Linked DNA regions of Danio rerio: region 1 is linked to region 2. The links are chromatin contacts, called in public Hi-C maps. All regions are on one chromosome and are shown on one strand. The core of a region is the stretch at or near the end of the contact, and the rest is flanking DNA. Distances in the headings are between cores, read along the strand shown. Region 1 holds the start of epha3 (eph receptor A3). Region 2 has its middle 13 kb from the start of si:ch211-261p9.4.

Evidence for each region. Hi-C and Micro-C count contacts between places; a contact is called where the count stands out from the background.
Region 1: a contact with region 2 is called in a Hi-C map of an unstated tissue, with 5 times the contacts expected there. The contact joins the promoter of epha3 here to the enhancer-like site in region 2. A contact is called at or near these places in 2 of 18 Hi-C or Micro-C datasets (caudal fin and an unstated tissue) and 1 of 4 datasets of contacts at active chromatin or transcription factors (embryo).

What each region holds. Positions count from the first base shown.
Region 1 is chr9:18,017,785-18,024,134 of GRCz12tu, forward strand. It overlaps epha3 (eph receptor A3), which reads left to right and starts at 1,332. Exons shown (of 17, transcript NM_001365172.1): 1 at 1,332-1,528. The coding sequence starts at 1,444.
Region 2 is chr9:17,806,222-17,812,518 of GRCz12tu, forward strand. No RefSeq gene overlaps it. Among named protein-coding and RNA genes, the nearest start is that of si:ch211-261p9.4, 13 kb to the left of the region's middle. Within about 2 kb of position 4,405, at least 13 of the 62 cell types and tissues checked have an H3K27ac peak or open chromatin away from gene starts, as enhancers often do.

The DNA.
Region 1 (6,350 bases), core at 82-2,581, 210 kb after region 2:
CTTCATCCAGATTTATACCAAAACATTTATCAGAACTAATTTCAGATAAATAGACTTCTCTATTTATTGACTTCCCAACTTTATTGCTATAGTAAAAACGTTTTGTAAACTCTGTATTATAGCAGTTGGAAAGTCTTCTTAAATGAGTTCAAGGGTGAAGAACCCAACTAAATCAGCCCCTCACTCCATTACGGTGACACAAAAAACACCTTAATTTCTGTTGGATCTCAATGAGAATTGTATGGACGTCAAATCAGTCAGTAATAAGTGTGTCTGCTGTTGTTTGTGGAGTTGTTTAATGATCCTCTGCTGAAACTGAAGGTGTTTTATTTTATTTTATTTTATTTTATTTAATGTTGTAACTCAAGTCACTGTTTGTGTTTCTTGTTTATTTTCTTCAGTAATTGTAATTATTAGCAGCAGGTGTTCATCAGTGTCTGAATTCACTCATTAGTGTTCATTAAAACTGTCAGGTGAACTATATTAGTTAACTAGTGTATGAAATAGTGAACAAGGACACAAAGCGTGATTTCAAACACAGACTTCAAAACATCGAATCTGAACTCACAGTTCACAGTTTTCTGCAGTTGGTTACTTTCTCGAAAACAAAAATGTTACCCAGAAAGCACTGTTTTTAACAGAATATTACTGTTTTAGTGAAAAAACATTATTTTATCGTAGAATCTGACCGTTTTTTAACAGCATTTTTTTACAGTGTAACAATATAACAATATAACAATATATATATATATATATATATATATATATATATATATATATATATATATATATATATATATATATATATTACTTTACTGCTTATGCCAACTAATGTTATATTTTGTTAGATAATATTCAATATGTCTACATTTTAAAACGTTGTAATAGTGTGCAGCAGTATTTTTTAACCAGCTTAATAAATTAGGTTCATGTTGTTATTTGCATTATTTGGCTACTTCCTATAAACACAGAACGATGCAAGTTTGACCATAACGTCTATTTGCCCAAACAAAGCAGCGTGTTTATATGTCGAGCTGCTGCATTCAGGCTTCCTCTAACAAATGGGTGAGCTTAGTGTTGCTTTTTTAAGCTAAGGAAGTGCATAAATACCTCTGTGTGACATATAGTAACTGGAATTTGATGAGCTGCCTCGAGTGTTTTTGTCTTCTCTTCAATTTCCGAGAGATGACATGACCTCTGTTGAACCTGCCGGTCTAATAAACGGCGCTGTCTGGTGTGTAGGACCCAGCGAAGAAGGGAAGCTCCCGGTGAGAACTGAGGAGAGAGCGAGAGAGGGAGAGAGAGACTCCTCCTCGTCTCCGGTGTCAAACTTGACATCAGCCTCAGAGCCGAGAATGGTAACTTGTGTCGGAACAGAAGCCCTCACATGAGTGGCATGCTTCATGGAGTTATGTACCTTGCGTTGCCCCCTGATCTGATATCATGGATTGCAAAACCTTAATACTTTTTCTTTTTTTCTTCACGCTTATTTCCAGCGCAGATTTCATTATTCATCCGTCCAATGAAGGTAAGATAACGTCTGGAGTGAGAGACATTACATGCTCATCAGTGCTTACTGTAGCGTCTAGTAGACTGTGCCCTTTATATATTAGTTGACTTGGGCTTTATTTGCATTTCTTTTTAACATTTTTATTCTTTTTTTTTTTAAATATGCGATTTGGGTGCAATTGGTATAGTTACCTGCTTTAGCCTACCTCCGACGCTCATTCAGTAAGCCGCGGCGAATTTGATAAAGGGTTAAACCTTCGCTCGTTTACTTTTTCAGACCAGCTGTTCCAAATGGACCGATTAATTCTGCGAATCAATATTTTCGCGTTTCTTCGCGAGACGCACTGGCTTGATTTTGCGAGAAATGGCTACAAATGCATCGCTGCAAATGCAACTTTTAGGACTGTTTTTATTGTTTGATAACGACACTCGTGTGCGTCGTGATGAGAGCATATTTTGAGACCATCGATCTGATGGGAAAGCACGGACGCGCACCGGCTGAGAAATCCAGTTTTAAAATCATTTAGGCTAAGCACAGCGCATAGTCTTTCTAAAGACTACACCATAGACTCTTTTTGAATTTGCTGCATTTTCACGTTTTTTTTAATGAATAGGCTACATTTCTTAAATGTGTTCTTCTCATACACTGACGAAATGTAACATGCACTTTAAGTGTGCGCGCTGCGTTTGTTTGCTACACTTGCATCTTGGTGTAATAGCCACGCAAAACTTAGTGATACTTCACTTCAAATAGTCTTCTGATAATTGGGTGCCTGCATGTAGCCAATCCACATGTTTATTTTTGTTTTATTCATTCATGTTTTGTACAAAAAACACTTTGATTTAACCTTAATTATAATTTAATAATAGTGTTTATATTGCCATAAGAAATTGACTATGAGTGGCTTCTTTTTTTTTTCTTCTCAAAAATAGAGTTTACCGACGTTGTTTAAAACTGTGCGTGTCAATTGCCGGTGACAAGATGAGTAGTTAACAAGGTTAGCATATTGGATTAAGCTTTTACAGATTATTTTATTTTATATTTTCAATTACATATAGCCGTATGGGATAATCTGATGAAGTACTTTAAAGGCCCAAACAAACTCATGAGATTTTAAAATAAAGTAATGAGATCAGGCTACAATCAAAAAGTGTCATAAAACAAAGTTGTGCGAAACTTTATATCTAAGCCTAAAATAATTAAAATAAAGTTTCTCCTTATTTAGTTTTTCTAACAAAGTTAGTATATTTCTTGTAGGCCTGTATTATTATTTTATATTATTATTATTATTATTTTTACATCTAAATCTTTATCTTGCTCTTTTGTGCGACGGGAATCGAGATATACACAGATCTTAAGAACGTAGGTTATACTTGTAGGTTAGATTTAAATTGATTTTATTTTCCTTCAAATGAAAGGGAACCCTGTTTGTCTACGCGTAGGATGTCAATAACAGCTTTGTTCACAGTGATTAGATTTGTCCCGTTCGGAACTGAAGTTTTTATAGTCGCTCGGGGAAATGTTTGACAATTTAAAAATCTTTGTATAGTAGGCTATCACCCTATGCGCTTACTGTACCTTATTCAGGCCTGTGCCCCAAGTGTTCTTATTAAAGGCCTAATTAGAAAAGGGAGAGCGATTTTCGCTCATCATACTCAACACTTGTTAAGTGAGGCAGAAAATTGAAAGTTTGTTAATATAACTTCTTATTATTCTGATGATATGCAAGGTTGTTTTGTATTGGAATATAAAGTTTTGCACAAGAGTGTCCAGACTGATCTGTGTAGAAAGATACGCATTGTTCAGGTTGTCACCTCAAGGGTATCTTTCTGATGTTTCAACTCTCTGTTCTGTAACGGAGCGGGTCTTTTCCCCCTCTCATTTTGTGATTTATGGGCTGTGAATTACCTTTTGCTCAAATAGTATCTAATGGGACGTGTTTTTCACCAGAGAGTGTCAGTATAGAGCCACATCCATTGAAATAATTTTGAGCAAAGTGTTTTATGCAGCTTGCAGTTCTTTTATCAACCCAAACGTCTTTTTATGACCCCCATTATGAATAGAATATTTAAAAGCAATATTATTTTTTTAATTAAGTAATATTGAACGTGTTAAGCAAGTTTTAAACAGTTCAATGACCTCCAATTACGGCCACAAACCGAAAAGCAATTTCAATCTGCGTCGATTGAATTGCGCTTCTTTATGGTGATCGTATGCGTTTTTATTAATGTTTATATCTAACAAAATTCTTAAGAAAATACAATTGCAGTCAGTCATTCAGAATAATATAAAAAAAAAAAAAACGGATGAGACTCATAAATCTTTTCAGAGAAATGTGATTCAAAGGTCATCAATGTGAAACAAGAATCAAAAGGACTTTCTCCCTTTTTCCAGAAAATAATTTGTAATATAGACATATTTTTCCCATTTATGTATTTTTTTATTTGTAATAAGCTAAAATTCATAACTTTCTTTTGCTCCAAAAAAACAAAGCCCGCATTCTTGACTTAGGACTTTTTAGATCCACTCGGACTGAAATTAGCCTATTTACTACATGGACCAAGCCCTTTACCCCTACATCAGGTTGTACAAAAAGAAGAATAATGATAAAAACTTTAAAGTAAAAAGCTTTATTGCATATAATGAATTTTAACAACCAAAATCTTAAAGGGCGCATTGCATTGCGACCTGATTTGTGTCGGTCCCCGTGTGTTGGCTCTTATATTATAAAATCGTTATTATTATTTATTTTTTAAGATGAAGGGAATAATTAATGCAAGCCTACTTTTCATTGTATTTTAATTAAGCATGATTTAGCATTGCACTTTATTTAAACCCGTTGTTATCAGGCTTGTTAATGTTTGGGACAATTCAAGAAATGAAAAGTACACTATACAACTAAAGACATATTATAATTATAATACATAAACATATTGCATAATAATATTAATAATAATAATAATAATAATAATAATAATAATAATAATAATAATAACAATAATAATATTAAGAAGAAGAAGAAGAAGGAGAAGCAAAAAGTTATTTTAATATTTTACTGATTAACTAAGCTTTGAATTGTATGTTAAATCTAAGGTAATTTGAGATATTTGTAAGATATTCTGTTAAATATACAAGCAGCATAGCAATTTATAATTGCATTTTGTTCTTAAAAGCTGCGTAAAAATACTTGAGGGCTTTTTAGTAGGCCTTGAGTTCTGTTGTAATAGAACAGATAAAAAATCATATATTTTTCTGTTTTCTTTCTGAACACATTGTTTCATTTATTTTTAATCCTGATATATATTTTTACCAGGATGTTTGTTTATTTATTTATTTATTTATTTATTTATTTATTTATTTATTTATTTATATATCTATTTATTATTGTCTTTTTTAATACTATAAATTATGCTAAGGTTTCTTGAAGTAAAAAAACGTTTGCTTATTAAAATGGCCTATCTTAAACTTTTTGTTTAAAGTTTTTAATAAATAGTGGTGAGTATCTTAATTAGCACAGTGTCTAAATTAATATTAAAACATACACACATAACAGGAAAACCAGCAAACTAATAGCTTCTTTTTTTTGTATCTAGGCATACTGCCTACTGAAACAGTTTTCTCTTTAAAGAAGCCAATTATAATTTTTGCTATTTTTGGGCTTAAACAAGTTAAGTTTGTGGTGGGTAAACTTTTGAAACCGATCTACCGATCTAATACATATGGTCCATTCTACCATCAGTACACTCACGGCAGACCGTTTTTCTGAGTATATGGGACCACGTTGACCACATCCTTACAGGATGATTTCAACAAAATAACAAAAAGTCTCATTGAAAAATCCCAGGAAATCTTCACAAAGCCGATCAGCTCCAAAATGAAGCATCTGCCAAAAACATAAATACAGATGTAAACAAATCATACAGCACAATTACGTTACTAGGGTTTCCATTTTCTAACTTGTGGCCAAAATGGCGCAGTATGCAAGCCACAATGCTCTGCTCGCTCAGACTATGTGATGGCAGCACAACATGGTGTGATGTCATGGTGCACTAGTTTCCAGTTGTGATGGCTGATGTTTTGCGAGTGATGTTACTTTTCAGATGTGTGGATTTCATAATTTTATTTAGTTGATTTGTTTTTACATATTCAAACAAATACAACATCGTCATTATGACAATTATGTTTAGGTCATTCTGATGGGTGGGTTTGAGTCGGTGGGTAGAAAAGCTGGGAGCAGGCAGACACCCTGAGACTCGACTAAATTATTCATATTGTCGAGGTTAATACTTCATTGCCATCTTGCCACTATGGGTGGAACTTTCGATCAGGCTGCAAGATCTAATTTTCCATTGCTTTTCAATTTTAAAAAAGTTCAAACTTTGTAATGAATTAGAAAAATATGAGTGCCAGATTTGACTGATGTAATAACCCTTTCTTAAAACTAATAACCACATTTTTTGGCTCATACGGTTCCCATAAGTCACAATAACTCCAATAAAGTATTGACTTCTTGTAAAAAATATTTCCGATGCACATTTGGGATTTCTCATGACTCTCATGGGCTTTCTATGAAGGTTGACCAGCTGCAAGGAAGGATATAGTGTGAGTTAGAAAAGGGATCATTGGAGCAGCAGCGGGTATTTTGGACACACATACTGAGGCCTCTCATTCTCACTTAAAAATCCTTTGAAAATAATCCCCAAGTCCGCCATGTGTCTTATACACCCACAGTCAGATTTTAATAAAGCCAGACATTAGCTCCTGTGCTCTCCGTGGACCTGATGTTTCCGAGGTGTTCAGACACCTGACTTTCATCTTAATTCAATAACAGATTTAATTA
Region 2 (6,297 bases), core at 3,155-5,654:
CGCGGGAATGCAGGTATTGCACAATTACTCATTTCTGCAAATGTTACGAGTGCTTTATTTTAACACGAGAGCGCAGTCATGTACGTTAGTCGCAAAAACTGATTTGCGAGCTCTTAAATAAGCTTTTTTAAATGAACTGCAAGTCCTCTAATCATCACATGTGTGTTCAGACTGTATACAATCACGATCTCTTCGCTATTAAAGTAGGAATGATTTATCGTTGCTCCTTGACTAAATTTTGTCAAAAACGATCAAGTATTTAGAATTAGGTCAATGCATGACAGATGACAATGCTAACGGACTTCTTATTTGGCTGTATGGTGAAGTGAAACTACTTTTAGCAAAGGTGGATTTTTTTTTTTTTTAATTTCTTTATAACAAAAAAATTATGTTAGAAATGTTTCTGTTGAGGTATTTGTGTGATTTAATATCGCTATCCTGATTTCTGATTTCCTGATTTTCTGTCTTAAAGCATCATTAAATTGTGCAGGCATTACAGGTCAAAGCAATCTGTTGTTATTGTTTATTTATCAAAATAAACAATAAAACTTTTAAAACACTGCTTAGATAAATGTTGTCGTATTTCAAACACCTCAAGTTTAACAAAGTCATTTGTTTTATTATTTTGTTACTGACAGTGTACTTGTCTTTTTTGTAAAATTACTTTAGTTTAGATCTAGTGTAAAATAAAATTTCCATGTGATGTACAGCTATTTATGAAACAAATTTGCCATATTGTAAAGAAATATAGTGTAAAATATGTAAATAAGGCAAAATTTTAATTTTTTCATCATATGCTTTAATTAAACCTTTTAAAACTTGAACATATTGTTTAAAAAATGGACAAAAATGCGGTATAAAAATGTCTCTATGGCCTTATGGAGTATGAGGTAGTTTCGCCAGTGCTATTGAAAAAGATGAATTTTCATGAAAAGAAAAAATGACCATACTTCCTTTGTTAGTGCAAATTCCTATACATGTAGCTTTGTGATTTAAGCAATTAAACCATTCAAACAGGTTTACACTTAAAAAAGTGATTTCATTATAAAAATCTGATTTTTTGTTTCAAAAGTAACTAACTAGTACTTTTTGTAAAAGTATTTTGTACTTTTACCTAATATTAGTATTATTTACTAAAATTTGTATTATTTTAGCAGTGTAAATGTAAATTCCCATGCAATGTTGCTAAGAATACATAGTTGTTCCATACGATGCATGTCATTCTTGAAAATAAAAATAGGTGCTGGAAAAACTGCTTAAAAGTCCTTGATTTTCATTAGGCTGTGAGTGTATGAACCCTATCATATGTACATGCAACGTACTGTATATTTCAAAATTTGTCAGAAAAAAAAAAAAAAAAAAAAAAAAAAAAAAATATATATATATATATATATATATATATATATATATATATATATATATATATATATATATATATATATATAGCGTATATTTATGAGATCCAAAAAACATTTCCTGGTTTTAATGAATATAGGCTACTATGTTAATACTTTAGATTTAAGTAGAGCAGTTTTCTTTTTTTACTTTTTAAGAACAGTGCCATTTTAACTTTAAAAATCAGATTTTAATTTACACATTATTTTGTTTGTTTGTTTGTTTGTTTTTACCTGCAAGCACAGTTAATGTTCAAATTATTTATAATATTCAAAGTGGTTGAGAGTAATACATAGTCTTAATAATAGGAATTAATCTGCCTCGTTTTTGTTTTTTTTTTGCACAGCTGTAGCTGCATAATTAGTCCTACAACGCTACTTTTATTCAATACTGTTCATTATGGTAGTACTTGGAGAGACAGTTTTTTTCCAAGGTGGTACTTGGTGAAAAAAGTTGGAGAACCACTGCTCTAAGACATAGATCTCAAACTCGATTCCAGGACTACACTGTAAACCCCAAAGAGTTAAGGTAAACCATTTGAGGAAACCGATTGCAACAAATTATTTAAGTTCAAAAACTAATCCTAATGAGTACTGTGAAATTAATCTATTTGAGTAAAGGAAGCAATTTGAGCACATTAAAATTCAAGAAATGAAGTGAACTCAAACCAACTAAGTACTGTAAAACCCAATAAGTTAAGGCAACTCAAACCGTTTGAGGAAAACGATTGCTATAAACCATTCAAGTAAAAAAAAAAAAACTAAATCTGTATTGGTATTGTGAACTTACTCAATTTAGATTAAAGTAATGAGGTATTTAATTAACTAACCTTGAACACTGAGTTCAAAACTCTTTTCAAATTATTAGAATTAACTTTCAGTAAATTTTGAGTTAACTACACATTTCATTTGATAAAGTTGACTGTTGGGTTGGGTTGTTGTTTTATCCAATTTGATTTAATTACATTTATTTCTAATTCTATTCTGACACTTGTGTTATTTGGCAATATTTAAGTTTACAGTAATTTATTTTTTAGATAAGATTGCAAACATTTATTGTTCACTTGATGCTAACCCCTAAATTGTCAATTATAAGGCATTTACATTTTGGATTTTGCATGTTCTCCCTGTGTTCAGGTGGGTTTTCTCTGTGTGCTCTGGTTTCCCCCACAGTCCAAAAACATGCACTAGGTGAATTGAATAAGCTAAATTGGCTGTAGTGTATGTGTGTGAATGCAAGAGTCTATGGGTGTTTCCCATTATTGGGTTGCGGCTTGAAAACTATCCGCTGCGTAAAACATGGGTAAGTAGGTGGTTCATTCTGCTGTGACAACCCCTGATTAATAAAGGGACTAAGCCAAAAAGAAAATGAATGAAAAAGTCTAACATTGTTTATGGTAATTAGTGAACATCTTATAGGACACTTTAGTAAATATGTCCTACATTAGATTTGTATATCTACAAATATGTCAATATGTGTTTTTTTTTTGTTGTTTTTTTTTAACTCGAAACAGGTTCTTTATGAGGAGTATGTTTTTTTTTTTTTTTTGTCATTTAACATTTATTACATGTGATCATAAATAAATTGTAACATTCAATTGCTACACTATTCAATTTACAAAAAGTTAAATTAACAAATGAATAATGAATACATCTGAAAAATAAAGGAACTTAACTTATCTTTCAGCAAAATCTGTATTTCATCAACAATGAATCAGTGCAATGCTATGCAAACTAAAAAAAATAAAAGGTCTGTCGGGTGTCCTTTTGAAGGAAATTCACAAAGTAGCTTCTTAAAGTTCTCAATTATGAGGGTGAGAAGCTAGCAGCATGTGTTAAAGAGGCTTGAGAGTGTGGCTGCTGATGGGGAAATGATCACGTTATCTGGGAATGCCAGCAGACTGTCAGGTTGGCTTTGGCTGGCTGTCTGTGCTGCTGTCCTCTGGCTCTTCCAGGACATCTGCTGCACGCTGAGGCCATGCTGCATCTTAATACTGATCTCCGGCCTGCTGGTAGCCTGTTTATATTAATTGCCCTTGCCTCCTTCGCTGTTTGCCACTGATTACTCTCATTAATTTCAATTCCCCATGAACCACCGCCCCCATACACCCCCCCCCCTCTCTTCCCCAACACCCAACTCTCTCTCTCTCCCTTTTTCTCTCCATGACATCAGAACACAGACATTTGGATGCAGTTAGTGGCTGTTAAGAGTCAGCGTCTACTTTGTTACCAGTATGTGTCTGAAATTTTCATGAAAGTTTAGTGAAAAAGATTTAGTTTTAAAAAATTTAGTGGTAACATTTACTGGCAAGCCATGTTTTATTTGTTAACTTAAATCCCTACACTCTTAATGTGTATCTGTCAATGAACTTTAATGCCTTGTGAACTAACCTAATCAAGAATAGAATTGTTTGCTGTAAATTGTAATCAATTTATTTATTTTGATTTCAAATGATTATTTTTTTTGTAATCTTATGCTTATCAGCAGTTAACAAAACAAAATGTTACATGTTAAAAGTTCTTTCAGTAAAAGTTTTTACAACATTACTTCAAAAGAACAGCATTTCCTTGCTTTTTTCTTTTTTTGTGTGTGTATTGTTGCTTATTTAAATAATAAAATTAAGAAAACATTGATGAGCATTTATTTTTTATTTGTTGGTCTCAAACATGTAAACTTTACTATTTTGACTCACATTCACCTACAGGCTTAAAGAAATCTGTGGGATGTTTGATTCATATTCATGCTGTATTGACTATGGTGATTTCAAACATGGTTGAAGAGGTACGATTTTATAACTGTTTACTCTGAGGTGGTCACCATTAAGTCAGAGCTCATAAAACATTCTTTAATTCCATGTTTTATTTCTCACTCATTGTTTTTCTCACAGCTTTTACATGGCCCAGCTGTGTTGGTCTCCTGCTTTGTGTTTGTCACCTCAGTCTATAGCCATTCTGGGAAAGTGAGTGTGTAGGAATGATTCATTTTACAGCAGTACTGTTACTGGCCTCATGAGGGTGACACTTCAGGGGTCAGTGCTTTTTTGGCAAAGAAAAACACTCCCACCCGCTGAAGCTCCACTTCCGATCAAAGACCTAATCCAATTAGAGCAGAGTATTTTTACAGAGGAACTATAATGGCAAAAGTTAATTTGCCAACTGAGGTCTGTTGTACTGCAGCCCTTCTTTGCTCAGAAAAAAGGACATTTCGCTATGATATCCTTTCGTAGTTTATTTACCCAAGGAAGTCTGTAATTGCAGTAGAAAGTATCCCTGAAGTTTTAGAAGCATATTTTTAGGCAGTCACCTGAGCCATAAATGTCTTGTGATCAATAACTCTAGAGGCACATAAAAATAAAATAATTAGCTACTAGCAGCCGACAGAGAATATATACTGTACATACATTACTGTTCAAATGTTTGAGATTTTGAAATAAATCAGTACTACTAGCCAATCTTCATTTGATCAGTATTTTTAAAATAATTTTCTTATTACAATATGAGCTATATTTAAATCAAATCACTGGTCATTTTAGTTGAAGTCAAACTGTTTGTTAGAACAAAGTCAATATACAGTTCATTTCAAACTGAAGCATTTTTTTTTTGTGCTGCAGAGATGTAATATGATCAAATTGAATACTTAATTAGTTAGTGAAGCATGGTCTGCCGCATTTGATCATTTGAAAGGAATGCAGAGGAAAATTATGGACACCAAACTCAGTTTGTTTAGCTCCAGCTGTAAGGTGCGTGTCTCAGCTTGGCCCAATAGTTTTGTTGCTGACATTTAGGAATGTCTTCATTCATCCTCATCTAGCTAGGCCCTTGGGCATCCCCTTTTTTATTTCCCATGGTGCTCCTGTAAACCAAATTCTCAAGCCCAGAAAAGCACAGGAGAGAACTGCATCTGTCAATACATCATCGTGAGAGCCAGTTGGCAGCACACACAGCAGAGATCAGCAAGTAAGTGTCAGCATGTTTGTTTTTTTACCTCCTGATTCAGTCTAAGATTCAGCCGAAAGTCTTAATATCGCTATGCCACATACCGAGTGCACAAAAATAACCTGTTTTTTTCTTCACTTTTTTTCTTTTCTTGTCTTTTCTTTTTAGATCACATGTTTTTTTTTTTTTTTTTTTTGTGGTATTGAGTTGTACTTGTTTGTTTTTATTGACACAGCACTTCTGTACTACCTGGAAAGGTTAATTCCTTTGGACTAAATTGTAATAGCTATTAAAAATAGTTATTTTGAGCTTAATAATATTAATAAAATAACTATCTTGCAAAAAAGAAACAACATAAATTATAGAAAAATGTTTTTGAATTTTGATTGTTTTACTCAAAACAAGCTGCTGGCCGGCAGCTAGCTCTCTGCAACTCTCACATGGTCGCCCACTGAAGCTAAGCAGGGCTGCGCCCGTTCAGTACCTGGATGGGAGACCACATGGGAAAGCTAGGTTGCTGCCGGAAGTGGTGTTAGTGAGGCCAGCAGGGGGCGCCCAACCTGCGGTCTCTGTGGGTCCTTAAGCCCCAGTATAGTGACGGGGACGCTATACTGCTCAGTGAGCGCCGTCTTTCGGATGAGACGTTAAATCGAGGTCCCGACTCTCTGTGGTCGTTAAAAATCCCAGGATGTCCTTCGAAAAGAGTAGGGGTTTAACCCCGGCATCCAGGCCAAATCTGCCCACTGGCCTTTGTCCATCATGGCCTCCTAACCATCCCCATATTCCAATTGGCTTCATCGCTGTCTCCTCTCCACCAATCAGCTGGTGTGTGGTGTGTGGTCTGGCGCAAAATGGCTGCCGTCGCGTCATCCAGGTGGATGCTGCACACTGGTGGTGGATGAGGAGATCCCCCCATTGTGTGTAAAGCGCTTTGAGTGCCCAGAAAAGCGCTATATAAATGTAAGGA